Regions from separate parts of the Sus scrofa genome. Here regions 2, 3 and 4 are each linked to region 1. The links are chromatin contacts, called in public Hi-C and HiChIP or PLAC-seq maps. All regions are on one chromosome and are shown on one strand. Each heading gives the region's core, a stretch centred on a gene start, on an enhancer-like site or on the middle of the called end of the contact. The rest is flanking DNA. Distances are from core to core; before and after follow the strand shown.

Region 1 (3,653 bases), core at 579-3,078:
GCTAGGGGTCAAATCAGAGCTACAGTTACTGGCCTACACCACAGCCACAGCAACGCCAGATCCAAGCCACATCTGCAACCTACACCACAGCTCATGGTAACACCAGATCCTTAACCCACTGAGCAAGGGCAGGGATTGAACCCGCAACTTCGTGGTTCCTAGTCATTTCCGCTGGGCCACAACGGGAACTCTGGTCTCGAGACTCTTGGCTTCTGCACAGTTGGTCAGGAGCAGGTGAGCAGACCTACCGTGTGACCTCCAGGTCAAGGGCACCAGGTTGCAGCCACCCTCCTGCCCCAGGTTCCCAGGCCTCTGACAATCCCAGCAGCTGTGAGGCTGGTCCCCGCATTAAAACCCTTCTATTCATGGTACAGCCTCTTGCTTGCCCTGATCCCCCACCCCCAGGAGGCCTTTTTTTGTTTTTTTGCTTTTTAGGGCCGCACCCACGGCATATGGAGGTTCCCAGGCTAGGAGTTGAATCAGAACTACAGCTGGTGGTCTACACCACAGCCACAGCAACATGGGATCCGAGCCATGTCTGTGACTTACACAGCTTGCCTCAGGCAATGCTGGATTCTTAACCCACTAAGCGAGGACAGGGATCAAACCCGCACCCTGATGGATACCAGTTAGGTTCTTAATCCACTGAGCCACAATGGACACTCCCCCCGGAGGCTCTTCGCAAGAGTAACCGCAGCTGGAGTGAGAGACTGATTCTGAGGAATGGATGGCCTGGAGGCGGATGGGGACACAGCCGAGGCACCCTGGCAACTTGAGGCAGCATATGGAGATCACGTGATATCTTGGCGCCGGATGGGAGACAGGCAGATGAAGGAATCTAGGTAACTGCAAGCAGCACAGAAGGAAAAATGTCGAAGTCTCACCAGCCGAACACAGCCCCCTGGAGGCCAAACGTGTGGCTTTTAAGGAAATACCCTGAATACAACCTGGCTCAGCTAAGCACCTTGGAATCCACTTTTTTTTTTTTCTAACAGATGCATTGAGATATAATTCACACACCCTACAATCAACTCATTTAAAGTGTACATTTCAATGATTTTTAGTACATTCAGAGCTGTGCAACCATCATACAGTCATTGGTAGTTGACTGACGTATGAGGCGGGGGCGGGAAACAGACAATACACCACATACTAATAGCTCTATCCGGTCCCCCACGGCCAGCGGGTCTCTCCCAGCAGTTGATCCATGCACCCCTCCTGTGTCACTGAACACAGGACCCTGTCCCCTCCCCACAGGGGACAATACAGCAGTGAGGCTGGCCAAGCGCCCCGTGACACATGCACACACTTAAGCCAGACAAACATGCACACGTTGGGCCTGAAACAGGAACAAGGTCCCCACATGAGGCTTTGAGGCTGAGGGGCCTCTTTGCCTCCTGGGAGGAAGTGTCCCAGGCCCGAGGTCCAGTCTACGGGGCCACGTCCGGGTTGAAAGCCTGGATGCTCCAGACCCCTCCCAGCACAAGGCAACACAGACCCAACCCAAACTTCCTCTACTGCGAGGGAAACGCAGAGATGAACTTAGTCCAGGGTTTCTTAATACAGATCATGTGGACATTTGGGGCTGGACAATCCCCCGCTGTGCGTGGCTGTCCTGCACCCTGTCGGACGTTGGCAGCATCTCCGACGCCACCTGATGCCAGCAGCTTCCCTTGCCCCACAGCTGGGGGGTAAAATCACCCCCAACTGAGAACCACTGATCTAGATAAGCCCTGTCCAAACCCAGCTGGGGAAACGGAGGCTAAGAGGTGAGGAATCACAACAGCTGCCACTGACCGGGCACCTACCTGGAGCTGACCCCACGCCAAGGGCCCTAGACGTTTTCATTTCGAATCGTCACCGCCATCCTAGGAGGTGAGCGTTACCACTTCTCCTTCACACATGCAGCATCTCTGGCTCAGAGAGGTCAAGTGACTGTCCTTGGGGGCTAGAGCAAGGGGCCACCCGAGCTAGGCATCCCCGACTTGGGGCCCCAGTGGCGGCGGCGGTGGCGGTGGTCACCGTGAGCTGAAGGTGAACTTCACGGAGGGAGCATTGGTAAACAGGCAGCAGGTGCCGGCAAATTCTTTAAGGACATCTGCTGATGGGTCTGTTGTCAATTGCAAACATCTGTGGGTTTCCGCTGGCGTCTGCTCGGCTCCTTCCGGTCCCTGTGGATGGTTGGGCATGTGCGGAATTACAGGTTTCTGAGCTGATGGGCCACCTTTGGCCTCTATTATCCCAGGTCTCTGTGGGCAGGTGGCTCTGGTGAAAACGTAACCATCTGTCAAAACAAAATCATAAGCTCTTGGCGCTGGATGTAGCCTCAGAATGTACCTGATTCAACACCTGCATCCTCCAGGTGGGAAATTGGGGGGGGCGGACCCCTGTGCTCAGGGCTGCCCAGGGAGCTGAGCTGGCACAGGGCTGGAAAGAGGAGCAGCCAAGAGAGACGTCACACACAATTCCCAGTGTACAATCCCACGGCTTTTCGTATATTTCTAGAACAGTGCAACTATCGCCACAATCCATTCTACAACACTATCATCACCCTGCCTCAAAGCCCAGACCCCCTCGCAATGGCCCCCCACTGCTGTTTTCCCCCAATTCATCCCAGCCCTGGCAACCACGAACTAATGTCCCTCTTGATGAATTTGCCTATTCCGAATGTTTCGTGTAAATGGAATCGTACAATCTGCGGTCTCTGGGGACCAGCTTCTCTCACTCAGCGTGTTTTCAAGATTCATCTGTGTTGGAGTTCCCATCGTGGCTCAGTGGTTAACGAGTCCGACTAGGAACCATGAGGTTGAGGGTTCGATCCCTGGCCTTGCTCAGTGGGTTAAGGATCCGGCATTGCCGTGAGCTGTGATGTAGGTTGCAGATGCGGCTCGGATCCCGAGTTGCTGTGGCTCTGGTGTAGGCTGGTGACTACAGCTCTGATTGGACCCCTAGCCTGGGAACCTCCATATGCCGCGGGAGCGGCCCAGGAAATGGCAAAAAGACAAAAAGAAAAAAAAAGTTTCATCTGTGTTGTAACACGTAGCCAGGCTACATTCCTCTTTAAGGCTGAATGATACTCCACTGTAATAATAGACCACATGCTATGTCTCTTCATTCGTTGATAGACATATCCCTTGCTGCCACTTGAGTGTTTGCCTTTTTTTTTCTGGCCATGCCTGCGACCTGTGGAAGTTCCCAGGCCCTAGATCGAGCCCAGGCCACAGCAGCAACAACGCCTGATCCTTAACCACTGCTAGATCACCAGGAAACTCCAAGTTGGAGGTTTTCTTGCTGTTACAAACCTCTTTTCTTTTATGAAACAGTATGTGGGGGGGGGCAGTCCCTTGTGGGGCTTAAGGATCCAGCATTGTCACTGTAGCAGCTTGGGTCACTGCTGCCGTGGTGCAGGTTAGATCTCTGGCCCACCCAGGAACTTCCGCAGGCTTCAAGGTGTGGCCAAAAAAAAAAAAAAACTTACAAAACATCAACGACAACAGCAAAAGGAAAGACTGGGGTGGAGAGTGGTTGGGGAGGTTTTTAATGGCTTTACTAGTCAAAATAAGAAGTTAGCAATCTATGTCCACCCTCAAATTTTTTTAAAGAAACTTTAAATTTTAGAATGGTTTTTGATTTAGAGAAAGATGGTGAACGTA
Region 2 (3,653 bases), core at 460-2,959, 400 kb before region 1:
AGACCCAGCACTGAATCCCCATCCCATTTAAACTATGTCTCCCTAGATACTGAGTTTCAGAATGTGCCACTCCTTCCAAAAACTCATCGAGCCCCCACCCCCACCCTCTTCCTGGAAGAAGTTGTGGTCATAGAATGAAAGAAGTTTCCTCTCTGTCATCCATTTCAGATTTCTGGGAGGACAGCCAAAAAAGGCCATAGGGATGACCACAGGCAAATTTAAAATGCCTCAGTGTTCTCTTCTGTAAGATGGGGATTAGAGCCTTGCTTCATAGGGTTGTCTTTATAGATTAAGTCAATTTAAGCATGTGAAGCACAGAATAGGGCTTGGCACACATTAAGTGCTCAAACTCGAGCTGCCATGTTACCAGAGACAAGACCAAAACTAGACAAACTGTTCCTCTCCCCTTGAGCACTGTGGGTAGAGCCATGCAGGGCTCCCAGCCAGAACTTGGGCCCCACACGGCCTTTGGCCAAGCTGAACAGGTCAGTCTTAGGACCCCGGGGACCCGCTCAGAATCATGGAAAACCTTTGACCAAAGCACACGCTCTAGAAACCTTTTTTCTTAAAAAAAAAAAAAACTTTCATAATAAAGTTTATTACCTAAACTGGTGGTAAAAAATATAAAATAGGATTCTGCACAGCAGAAAAATAAAGCCAGAGACCCTCCCCCAACCCCTGGTTTGTGCAAAGATACTGGGTATATGTAAACATGAAGAGGTAGGAGGTACTGAGTTCAGGTCCTGGCCCCAGATAGTTAAGTTAAGCTACTACCAGGGGGACAACCAGGGGGACCCAGAGGGAGCACCAAGAGGGGGCACCCCCACAAGAGGTGGGGAGGGGTCTACGGGAGGGGTCTCCAGCCGAGGGCGGGAGGCGCCTCGCCCCCACACTCGCTCCCTCCAACCCACATGGTTCCAAGGAAATAATAATTAATAATAGAAAATAATAAGGCGCCCCAGTTAATGCTCCGTGCAGGGCGGGCGCGGCCGATCATATCTGGAAGGGGAAGGAGCTCAAGTAATCGCGGAGGACGGGGTTGAGGGGGATGCGCGCCAGGTTCTCGCGGCCCACGGTAGCCACAATGCGCTGGCGGCACAGCTCCTGCAGCGGCCGCACGCGGCGCTGGCGCAGCGGGGCCCCCAGCATGCGGCGCGGCGCCGCCACGTAGTGCTCCAGCAGCTCGAAGAGGCAGTCGAAGCTCTCGCGGCTGCCGTCCAGGTGGAAGCGGCCGGCCTGGAAGTGCACGCGGATGCTTGTGGGGCCCGAAGCCATCTTCACACTGAGGGCGAAGAAGCAGTTCCGCTGGCGGCTGTCGCGCACCAGGAAGGTGCCCACGGGCTCGGCGCGCAGCCGCTCGTGCGCCCCGTGCACGCTCAGAGGCCCCCAGTAGAAGCCGCAGGCGTCGAGGAGCGCGCTGGCGCGGGTGATGCGCCGGTAGTCGGCGTGCGAGCGGAACGTGCGGAAGTGCGTGTCGCCCGGGGCTGGAGCCGGGGCCGCCGGGCAGGGCCGCGGGCGCGCCGGGACCCCGGGTGAGGAGGAGGAGGAGGATGAAGATGAAGAGGAGGAGGAGGAGGAGGAATGCTCTGGCCGCCGTCGGGGCTCTGCTGCCGTGGAGATTGCATTGTCGGCTGCCACCTGGTTGTGTGCTACCATCCTACACGCGGGGTCGGCCGGAGGGGTGGGCCATAGCGTCCGGGGGTGCGCTGATGGGGGAGACAGTCAGTGAGCGGGGAGTCTGGGTGGGGCTGGGCAGGTGAGAACCCGCGAGGCAACTTAGGAGGGGTGGGGATCCGTTTCTAATGGGTCGAGGGCGCAAGACCAGGTCGGGGCGGCCCTTTGAGCCTCAGTGGTCTCATCTAGAAAATGGGCTTCCCCGTCCGCAGAGTACTTCCACGCGGCTGGGAGCTCGGTGGGGCTCGGAGTCGCTCAAAGTTTGGTTAAGAGAGGGGGGCGTGGAGAGAGGTGCTTTGGAGAAACCAGCCCCAACTCCGGCCACTCGGCTCCCCATTCGCCGCCCTACGGCCGCCGCCTGCTGGCCAGGCCGGGGATTGGCGCCTCGACTCCGAGATTTGCGCAAAGGCAGAAAAGCTGCGTTGCGGGAACCCCCAAGCGCGGGGGTCTGCCAGGGTGGAGCCAGCCGGGGCTAGGGGCGTGGCGGCCGCGACCCCACCACGCAGCGCCCGAGGCCGCCCTGGCAACCTGGCTGTCCTGTGCCGTCCTCCCCTTTCCCTCCCGCTTTCTTGCCCAGTGCCGGGCTCACCTGGCGGCGGGGCGCGGGGCGCCGCGGGCGGGGCGGCGGGGGTCTCCGGGGCGGCTCTCGTGCATGCTCCGGGGCCGGGAGCCGTGCAGCTGCCACGGCCGCAGCTCGCTCTGCTCCGCGCCCGCCCCTGCACCAGTCTTTTAAACTGGCTTGGAGGTGTGGTCAGTGAAGGCCCCGCCCCCTACGGCTACACCCCCCCCCCCACTACAGGCCCGCCCTTCCGCGCCACTTTCGGTTTCTTTTTGTGCGCGCCTCGGAGGCCAGGCTCGCTCGACCTTTGCCACAAATCCGGGAACCTTTCCCCGGGAGGCCCCCTGTCCTGATCTAGCCTCGCACCTGTCCTAGGACCCCTCTATTCAGGTCTCCAGCCCCATCCCTGAGCTCCCTGGGCAGTTCTCAGACGCCCCTTCGGACCTAGTGGCCCAGCTTCCCCCGCCCCCGCCACTGCTCTCGGTCGCAGATTTCTGCAGCCAACCCCTTAAGGATACTTTGGACTGACCCTAGCACATTCTTCTGCCCCATCAGGTGTCTCATCACCCACCTTGGCTAGATCTGGGTCCTCTACTCTGGAGCCAGACACCTCCACCCGCCCTTGGGGTCTCGTTTGGGACCCCTCCGGACTGCTTTCGCCATTGCTCTGCCCCGTAGTGCCGGAGCCTCTAGATGGCTGCTTCTGCGCCCCTCCCTGCCTGTTGCTGTCCCCAGTTTTGGCTTGGGCTTCCCAGGAAGCGACGATCTGACCACAGGCTTCGGAGGAACCCTTCGGCGGCGCGGGAGGGGCGCCTTCGCTGCTCACACAGTTCCTCGGAAACCGGGCGGGGCCGGGCAAGGTCGGTTGCCGGTGGCCTTGGCCGGCGCTCTACTACGCCGCAGCCGGAGAAACTGAGGCTCAGTGACTGGTGGAGGGGGAGCTCCGAAGGAGGCACGCCCTCCTTGCTTTTATTTCGGGGAGAGGAGCAGCTAGGCACTCTGGAGCCCAGTGAAAAAACGGTTCATTTTCAGATGTGTTAATTCCAAAAACCTGCTGTGAGTTTTCCTGGCCAGCCCTCCTCTTCCCCCTCGTCTACTTTACTGTTGCCTCCCCACTGCTCGCGTCTGCTCCCTTCCCACACTCGCACCTCGGCTTTGGGATGACGGGGTACCAGTTGTGATTCGTACATTTGTGTGTGATCCTGTTTGTCCTGGAAAGGCACGGAATAGGTGCCTGGCTGCTATTTGTATTTTTGAATGAAAGAAAGAGCGAATGAGCTTTGAGGCTGGTGGGTGGTGCGTCTCAGAGCCAGGAGGCATCACGCGGAGGACACCAGGCTTGGCCGACCCTGGCTGCACACTGCCCTCTACAGGCAGCTCTCAGGCTGCAGCCCAGCTCGCTCCTCTGCTTGGAGCCCTG
Region 3 (3,653 bases), core at 543-3,042, 290 kb before region 1:
TGAGTAGTTTTCACTCCTTATTCACTCCCAGTTACTGTTTGTCTCTTTCTTTTCTCCTGATTCACTCTATTCTCATCTTGCTAATTCATTCATTTCCCGTTGAAGTCTTCTGTCTGCGTTCGTTGGTTTACACCAGGGACCACTTTTTCTGTAAAGGGCCAGAGAGTACACATTTTAGGCTTGGCGGCTGGCTAGCCTTGGTCACAAAACGCCGCACTGTAGCACAAAAGCAGCCACCAACAGCTCGTGAATGAATGTGCCTGGCTGTGTCCCTGTATCACTAAGGACAGCTTCCCAAAGACACTGTCAGGCAGCTCAGTGCTGAAGGTGTTTCATCTTTAATCTTAAATAATAGCTGAACTGGGCATAAACTCTAAACCGACGATTATTCTCTCTTCATGCTGTAAAGCTTCAGGCCCCGTCTTCGGTCGTTGCTGGTAGGAGGTTGGGTCTTGAAAGATCACCTCTTCTTCATCCTCTCTGATGGCTCTGAAGACCTTTGTTTTGGTTTTGCTGCAGTCACTCTGTTTGTGTCTTTTTCTTTTCTTTTTTTTTAAAGGGCCGCACCCGTAGCATAGGGAAGTTCCCAGGCTAGGAGTCCCATCAGAGCTGTAGTCGCCATCCTACACCACAGCTCACAGCAACGCCAGATCCGAATCTGCAACCTACACCGCAACTCATGGCAATGCTAGATCCTTAACCCACTGAACAAAGCCAGGGATTGAACCTGCATCCTCACGGATGCTAGTCAGATTTGTTTCCACTGAGCCACGGCAGGAACTCCTGCAGTCACTCTGATGGGTCTTGGAAAGGGTTTATTAACAGCATTTGGGGCGCGTTGTACTTCTTCAATCTGAGGAGTCACATCTCTCAAATCCTCATTTTGTTTTTGAAATTCCTTCATGGTTTCCAATTAATTTTCTCTTCTGCTATTAAGGTTTAAATTTCAGTGAATACTTTTCTTCGTTTTTCTTTTTTTTCCCCTTTTTTTGGCCACCCCACGCACGGATTATGGAGTGCCTGGCCCAGGGATCGGTGCTGAGGTGCAGTTGTGACCTACGCTGCAGTGGGAACTCCTATTTTTTCATTTCTAAAACTTAGTTTTGGAATGGTGCTTGTCTTTAATAATGTCTAATTCTAGCATCTGAAGTCTTGGAGAAAGATTTTTCTCCTTGATCAAACTCTATTTGGGCTCCTTACAACTCTTCTCAAGCAAGCCCTGACTTTCGGTCTCCCGTCATCTCTGTGTCATCCAGCTCTAGCAGGACCCCCCACAGCTGATCACCTCAACATCTGACTAGGGGTCCTCACCCAGGGACCACCCGGGCCTGCCTTCAGCGAGAATCTCGTTAGGTCAGGTGAGCCGGAATCTTGCCCACGCCTGATGTTACCCCTTAGGATTTTTTTTTTGGCTTTTTAGGGCCGCACCCACCCACAGCTCATAGAAGTTCCTAGGCTAAGGGTCAAACAGGAGCTGTAGCTGCCAGCCTACACCACAGCCATGGCAACGCAGGAGGCAAGTTGTGTCTGTCATCTGCACTACAGCTCTTGGCAACACTGGATCCCCAACCCACTGAGCGAGGCCAGGGATCGAACCCGCATCCTCATGGATACCAGTCAGATTCGTTTCCACTGTGACACAGCAGGAACTCCCCCTTAGGAATTTTCTATCCCCTGACCACCACCCTGCTCCTGGACTATCACTTCCCCCTTTTCCTTGTTGAGCCTAATCATCCTTCCTGTAATGTAGAGACCTCTCTCCCTGTCACTCTAGATCTTCCAGTAACCTCCCCCCGCTTCCTGTTTTTCTACGAATGTCATGAGTAAGTGCTCTGTTTACAGGGCTGCTGTTTGCTGTAGTCTCTAACTTCCGGGTCTGGGGAGCGGGGCTTGAGCTACAGGAATCATGCACGGCACCGGCTGCAGGGCTGCCTGGAGGTCCCCAGACACTGTAGGGAGTGGACATTCAACCCCCCTAATGGCAAGTCTGTGGTTCTAAGTTTATGTCTTTTTAGGGCTGCACCTGCGGCATATGGAGGTTCCTAGACTGGGGGTCGAATCAGAACTGTAGCCACCGGCCTACACCACAGCCACAGCCACACCAGATCCGAGCCGCGTCTGCAACCTACACTGCAGCTTGTGGCAATGCCAGATCCGTAACCCACTGAGCGAGGCCCGGGGACCTCATGGATGCTAGTCCAATTCGTTTCTGCTGAGCCACGACGGGAACTCCTGTGGTTCTATGTTTTTAGGAGCTGACTTTACAGCTGCCTGACCTCCCGGAGATTGTCTCCTGTGCCAGAGGTCACAGGCTCACTGGAGTTGGCATGGAGGCGGGAGCTACGAGCCCTTTTTGTCTTTCTCAATAAGCACCCCTTTGCATATAACTTTGCTTTGATGATTGGCTCACTGTACGACAGCTAAGTGCCTGACTCCTTGGCAGGAGCTATGAGAAAGAACCTGGTTTTTCTCTCTGGGATGGAAGGCAGAAGTCAACCAGGCAGGGTTGGAGCGCGAGTGGCCGCGGCAGCTTACCGCACTGTGGAGGAGGGTCCAGGGGCACGGAGCCCCGGGCACACAGGTGGATGTAGGCGGCTGCCAGGTTGCAGGCAGGTGGGTGCTCCTGGGTGCCACAGGGGTCCTGGATGCACAGGCTAAGGAAGGGCGCGGGGTCCACCTGCAATCCAGCACCCGCGATCAGTGACCCTGCCCCCCCTCCTCCCCCCCCCGCACCCTGGGGAGTAGCTTAGAAGAGGCGGGGGCGGGGGGCTAGATCGGGGCCAGGGCCACCTTTGTCCCTCAGCCCATCTGCTTGAGTGGCCTCTGCAGCCGCACACTCACCACCCCGAAGCAGCTCCTCAGGCTGGAGCGGGGGTCCTGGAAGAGGGCCTGGCAGGCGGGGCTCTGTCCTGGGCATGCGGGTCGTGTCTTCTCCACAGCCTCGCAGTCACCACTCACCTGGGGGGACGAACCTAAGACTCTGGCCTCCTGCCTGGACCTCTTCTCCTGGGCGGCTCCGCTGGGTGCAGTGGCCTCAGGAGGGGACCGCCACCCCCTGGGCCACCCCAGAGCCGGCAGGCCCAAGAGCCTTGGTGAGGGGGGCCCACCACACCCTGCTTAGGTCCATGGCCAAGTCGCCGGACGCTTCCCTCTCCAGGGCGCATCTGGATCCCACCTGGTTCCTTCCCCACCCATGGCCACCACGTCCCAGTGATGACGCCCAGCCCAAGGGAGGAAGGGCTGGCCAGCTGGCCCACCTGCCAGGCCAGGCTGAACTCCTCCAGGCTGCCAGCCACCGTGCCGTCCGGCAGCATCAGCTCGTTGCCTGCCTCGTTATCGTTGGTGCCCAGGAGGCCGGCAGACAGGCCTGGGGTCAGGGAAGGCAGGACCGGCCGTCAGGGCATGCTGGCCAGGGGCAGAGGGGCATTACCAGGCCCTGTGGCCTCCGTCCTGACCCCCTTAACTCCAGCCCCAGCTCTCCCAGAGGAAGAGGAGGAAGAGGATGCAGGAGAGCACGTGGGCGCCTCCCCGGGCCACCATCCCCACCCCGAGCGGCTGGGATGCAGGTTCTGCACAGTGTCCATGGAGCTGCCCAACCGGATCAAGGGGCGCAGCACGTCCCAGGGCTGAGGGCAGAGCCCTGGGCTCAAAGC
Region 4 (3,653 bases), core at 691-3,190, 260 kb before region 1:
TGCCGGATCTGAGTCACACCCATGACCTATGCTGCCTCCAAGAGCAACACCAGATCCCTTAGCCCACTAAGCAAGGCCAGGGATCAAACCCACATCCTCATGGATACTAGTTGGGTTCTAAACCCTCTGATCCACCACGGGAACTCCTACTCATCTTTAATATGGGGTAAGAATAACAGTGCCAGCTTCAGTGATATAGTGGGTGTGACATGCTTAGCCCAGAGCTAGACCCGTGGATGGTGCCATGTGGGGGCTGCTGAGGTGGGTGGTAGACTTTCTCAAACATTTAATGAGCAGGTATTATGTCCTCGACCAGGGCTGAGTACTGGGGTCCAATGATAACCAATACTAGTCCTGGCCCTTCGGGGGCTCCAGGTTGATGGAGAGAGGGTCACAGAAACAGAAAATGGTAGGACAAGGTGACAAGAATGGCCATGAAAGATATGCAAGGAACAAAGGAACACAGAGAAAGTAGGTGATGAACAAAGCAAGGAAGGGCATTCTAAGCAGAAGGAACAGTCTGTGCAAAGGCTCAGCAAGGGGCACTCTCCCTGCTGGTGGGTGCCACAGGTGGAGGGTGGCTCAAGGGCACTGTAGGGGACTTTTGTGGGTAGGAGCATAGTTTACTCTCTCTCTCTTTTTTTTTGGCTGTGCCCACAGCATGCGGAAATTCCTGGGCACGGTATTGAACCCACGCCACAGCAGTGACAATGCTGGATCCTTAACCTCTAGGCTACCAGGGAACTCCCATGCTCTTAAATGTCTCTAAAACTCATTGCTACCGCCCCACCTTGGTCCATGACACCATCATTCTCGCCCAGCTCACTGGCGTCTCTGCTGCCCCCTGCTGGTCCCTCCCAACACAGCAGCTCAGGGAATCCAAAAGCATCATTTGGATCACGTCCTCAAAAGACCTCCAGGTTCAAAGAGACTAAAATCCAAACTCCTCCCTGTGGCCTGACAGGCTCTGCATGCCTGGACCCCCTCCTGCTCACTGTCTCCCCCTTACCCACTGTGCTCCAGCCCAGTGGCCATTCCTTCAACATACCCAATTCATTCCTGCCCCAGGCCCTTTGCACATCTTGTTCTCTCTGCCTGGAATGCCCTTTCGCCAGCTTGCCAATGGCTGATACTTCCTTGCCTGTCATTGGGGGTAGTTCAAATGTCTCCCCCTTAGTGGGGCCTATCCTGGACACCTGCATAGTTCTCCGTAATTCCTACTCGCATCCCCTATTCTGTTTTTTCTATAGGCTATATCATCATCTGGCCTTTTTCCTTCTTATTTTTTGGTCAGTCTCCCCACTATACTCTACACTTGAGGAAGGACCCATCAGGCCTGTTCCAGGCAATATTCTCAGCTTCTGGAATAGTTCCCGGCTTGGTACCTAGAAGATGCTCAAAAAATGGAAACTGACATCACAGCCCTGCCTGCACCGGATCCTTCCCGGAATCTCTCTTATTTCAAAGAGCTGCCCCAGGAACCACCCCCTCTGCCCTGGCCCTGGCCCCCTCCACACACCTGGGGGAAGGTCTGTTCCAGCTTGATGATGTTGGCAAGACTGTTCTTGGCAGCTACGAGCCTGGTGCCGACGTGGAAATGATGCTCCTCCATCCTCAAGACAAACGTGCTCTCGGCTCCACCCTCCGAGTATCGCAGCTGGGTTGGAAGAAAAGCAGGTCAGATCTTTGCAGGTGTAACACTCAGGAAGACGCTGGCTCCATGCTCTACGTAAGCTCTGCTTCCCAAAGCCCCAGGCCCCCCCCAAACTCACAGCTCCCTGGGTGGGATAAAGGCTGATGTGAGGGTCCTGAATCTCCATTTCAACGACCAGGTGTGACCATGACAACAATCTCCCAGTGCCCTTCACGCTATGACACTGACTTGAAAAGAGCCAGTGGCCTGGGCGGGCAGGCAAGAATTCTAGCTGTACGATCACTGTAGACAGCAGGACGGGCAAATGCCCAGGACCACACACAGGCATCGGGCATGGCATCCAACATGGCTCTTCCAGGTATGGGTGAAGAACCTCCGGCTAGTTCTTTACCTACACGAGCCTCCCTTTCCAACCTGATAAATGGCGATAAGGATACCTGCTTTATTAATGGGTTGATATGAAAATTATATGAAATAATGTGCTAACTTCCACGTTGGCCGGATAGCGGAAATCACTTAGGGCACTTGCTAAAAATACAGATTCTAGGCCCCACCCTAAGACCTTTAAAAATGGAACCTCTTGGAACAGGGCCTAGAACTGGTGTTTTTAAAAGCTCTGCAGATGCCCCATTAACTTTGCGATGCCCCTGTGAAAAATGTCCACCTTGAATTACGTCTTAGACAAACAATCTGACAAATTCAGATGTGTGATTAAAAAAAATTGCCTGGACACTGGCAAGTCGCTAGTGTTTTGTTTTGTTGTCTTTTTGTCCTTTTAGAGCAGCACCTGCGGCATATGGAGGTTCCCAGGCCAGGAGTCAAATCAGAGCTGTAGCCGCTGGCCTACACCACAGCCACAGCCATGCAGAATCCGAGCCGCATCTGCGGCCTACACCACAGCTCACGGCAATGCCCGATTCTTAACCCACTGAGCAAGGCCAGGGATCGAACCTGCAACCTCATGGTTCCTAGTTGGATTTGTTAACCGCTGCGCCACGACAGGAACTCCTGGAGTCAGCCTTTCTGGCCAAAGTTGTCCCTCCTCCTGATCTTGCAAATAAAGTGTTACTGGAACACAGTCAGGCCCATTTATTTAAATACTGTCTGTGGCTGCTTTTTCGTTGCAGGGGTGAGATGAACAGTTGCAAGAGAGCCGGAATTGGGTGTAAAGGCTAAAACAGTTCTTACAAAACAGCTGGAAAGGGCATTATTGCACAAGAAGAATTCTTGTGGCAACTGGGAAATGTTTTACAAACTATATGTCTGATAATGTCACCCGTTAAGTTTCCTGAATTTTGTAATTCTATTGGGTCACACAAGAAAATAGCCTTGTTACAGGAATAAAGAGGTATGCTATCTCCGAAAACATCTCAGGATCAACTCATGACAATACAGAAAAAAAAATGGGTACGAATACACAAATGTATAAGCATATGTAAGTATAAGCGGAAAGATGTGGCAAGATATTACCAATCGGTGCTATAAGAGAAATACCCGGGATGTATGGATAACAGGATGACTGCAGCCAAGCCTGCTGTCTGGTATATTTGAAAGTTAAGAGACCAGATCCTGGGAGTTCCCACTGTGGTGCAGCAGTGGGATAAAACATCACGATAAAACCGGTGGAGGGAATCCGATTTACGAATGTCCACCGTCCTACAGGAACTTTCCTATAGGTTGGAAATTATTCAAAATAAAAACGGGGGAAAACGAAATGGTGCCCTGAATGGTGGGTGCCGTGAATGTGGGGAGCACAGAGATTGTACATGCGTGAGCGGGGACAGGCCTGGCACACAATAGGTGCCCTATAAACAATGGCAGCCTGCGCCAGGCCAGGGAGGGGGCGGCGAGTGGGGTTAGGAAGCGACCCATGGGGGAGTGTGATCGCTCACTTGTTGGCTGCCCGTTTGTTCATTCATTCTCCTTCACGGAGCATCTATGAGGTGCTGGGCCCTGTGCCAGGTCCTGGGTACACCCTCCAGGACACCCTGATTGGGGG

The links. A called contact is a pair of places that touch in the nucleus more often than the background predicts. HiChIP or PLAC-seq counts read pairs in DNA pulled down with a chosen protein or histone mark.
Region 2: a contact with region 1 is called in a Hi-C map of retroperitoneal adipose tissue, with 1.4 times the contacts expected there. The contact joins the promoter of SOCS1 here to the promoter of LITAF in region 1. A contact is called at or near these places in 1 of 5 promoter capture datasets (fetal liver) and 3 of 47 Hi-C or Micro-C datasets (embryonic fibroblasts, retroperitoneal adipose tissue and subcutaneous adipose tissue).
Region 3: a contact with region 1 is called in an H3K27ac HiChIP or PLAC-seq map of alveolar macrophages. The contact joins the enhancer-like site here to the promoter of LITAF in region 1. A contact is called at or near these places in 2 of 5 promoter capture datasets (fetal liver and liver), 22 of 47 Hi-C or Micro-C datasets (alveolar macrophages, brain, embryonic fibroblasts and 14 more) and 2 of 2 datasets of contacts at active chromatin or transcription factors (alveolar macrophages and skeletal muscle).
Region 4: an H3K27ac HiChIP or PLAC-seq map of alveolar macrophages shows a contact between it and region 1. The contact joins the enhancer-like site here to the promoter of LITAF in region 1. A contact is called at or near these places in 2 of 5 promoter capture datasets (fetal liver and liver), 22 of 47 Hi-C or Micro-C datasets (alveolar macrophages, brain, embryonic fibroblasts and 14 more) and 2 of 2 datasets of contacts at active chromatin or transcription factors (alveolar macrophages and skeletal muscle).

Annotation. Positions count from the first base shown.
Region 1 is chr3:31,480,780-31,484,432 of Sscrofa11.1, reverse strand. It overlaps LITAF (lipopolysaccharide-induced tumor necrosis factor-alpha factor), which reads right to left and starts at 1,828. Exons shown (of 4, transcript XM_021086604.1): 1 at 1,809-1,828.
Region 2 is chr3:31,879,947-31,883,599 of Sscrofa11.1, reverse strand. SOCS1 (suppressor of cytokine signaling 1) reads right to left here and starts at 1,709. Exons shown (of 1, transcript NM_001204768.1): 1 at 878-1,709. The coding sequence starts at 1,656. The coding sequence ends at 994.
Region 3 is chr3:31,767,925-31,771,577 of Sscrofa11.1, reverse strand. LOC102157603 reads right to left here. Exons shown (of 53, transcript XM_021086611.1): 50 at 3,258-3,367; 51 at 2,842-2,958; 52 at 2,536-2,677. Among named protein-coding and RNA genes, the nearest start is that of RMI2, 45 kb to the left of the region's middle. Within about 2 kb of position 1,792, at least 8 of the 83 cell types and tissues checked have an H3K27ac peak or open chromatin away from gene starts, as enhancers often do. A contact at or near this core is called in alveolar macrophages, fetal liver and retroperitoneal adipose tissue, where this site is marked.
Region 4 is chr3:31,742,233-31,745,885 of Sscrofa11.1, reverse strand. LOC102157603 reads right to left here. Exons shown (of 53, transcript XM_021086611.1): 33 at 1,520-1,657. Among named protein-coding and RNA genes, the nearest start is that of RMI2, 71 kb to the left of the region's middle. Within about 2 kb of position 1,940, at least 3 of the 83 cell types and tissues checked have an H3K27ac peak or open chromatin away from gene starts, as enhancers often do. A contact at or near this core is called in alveolar macrophages, where this site is marked.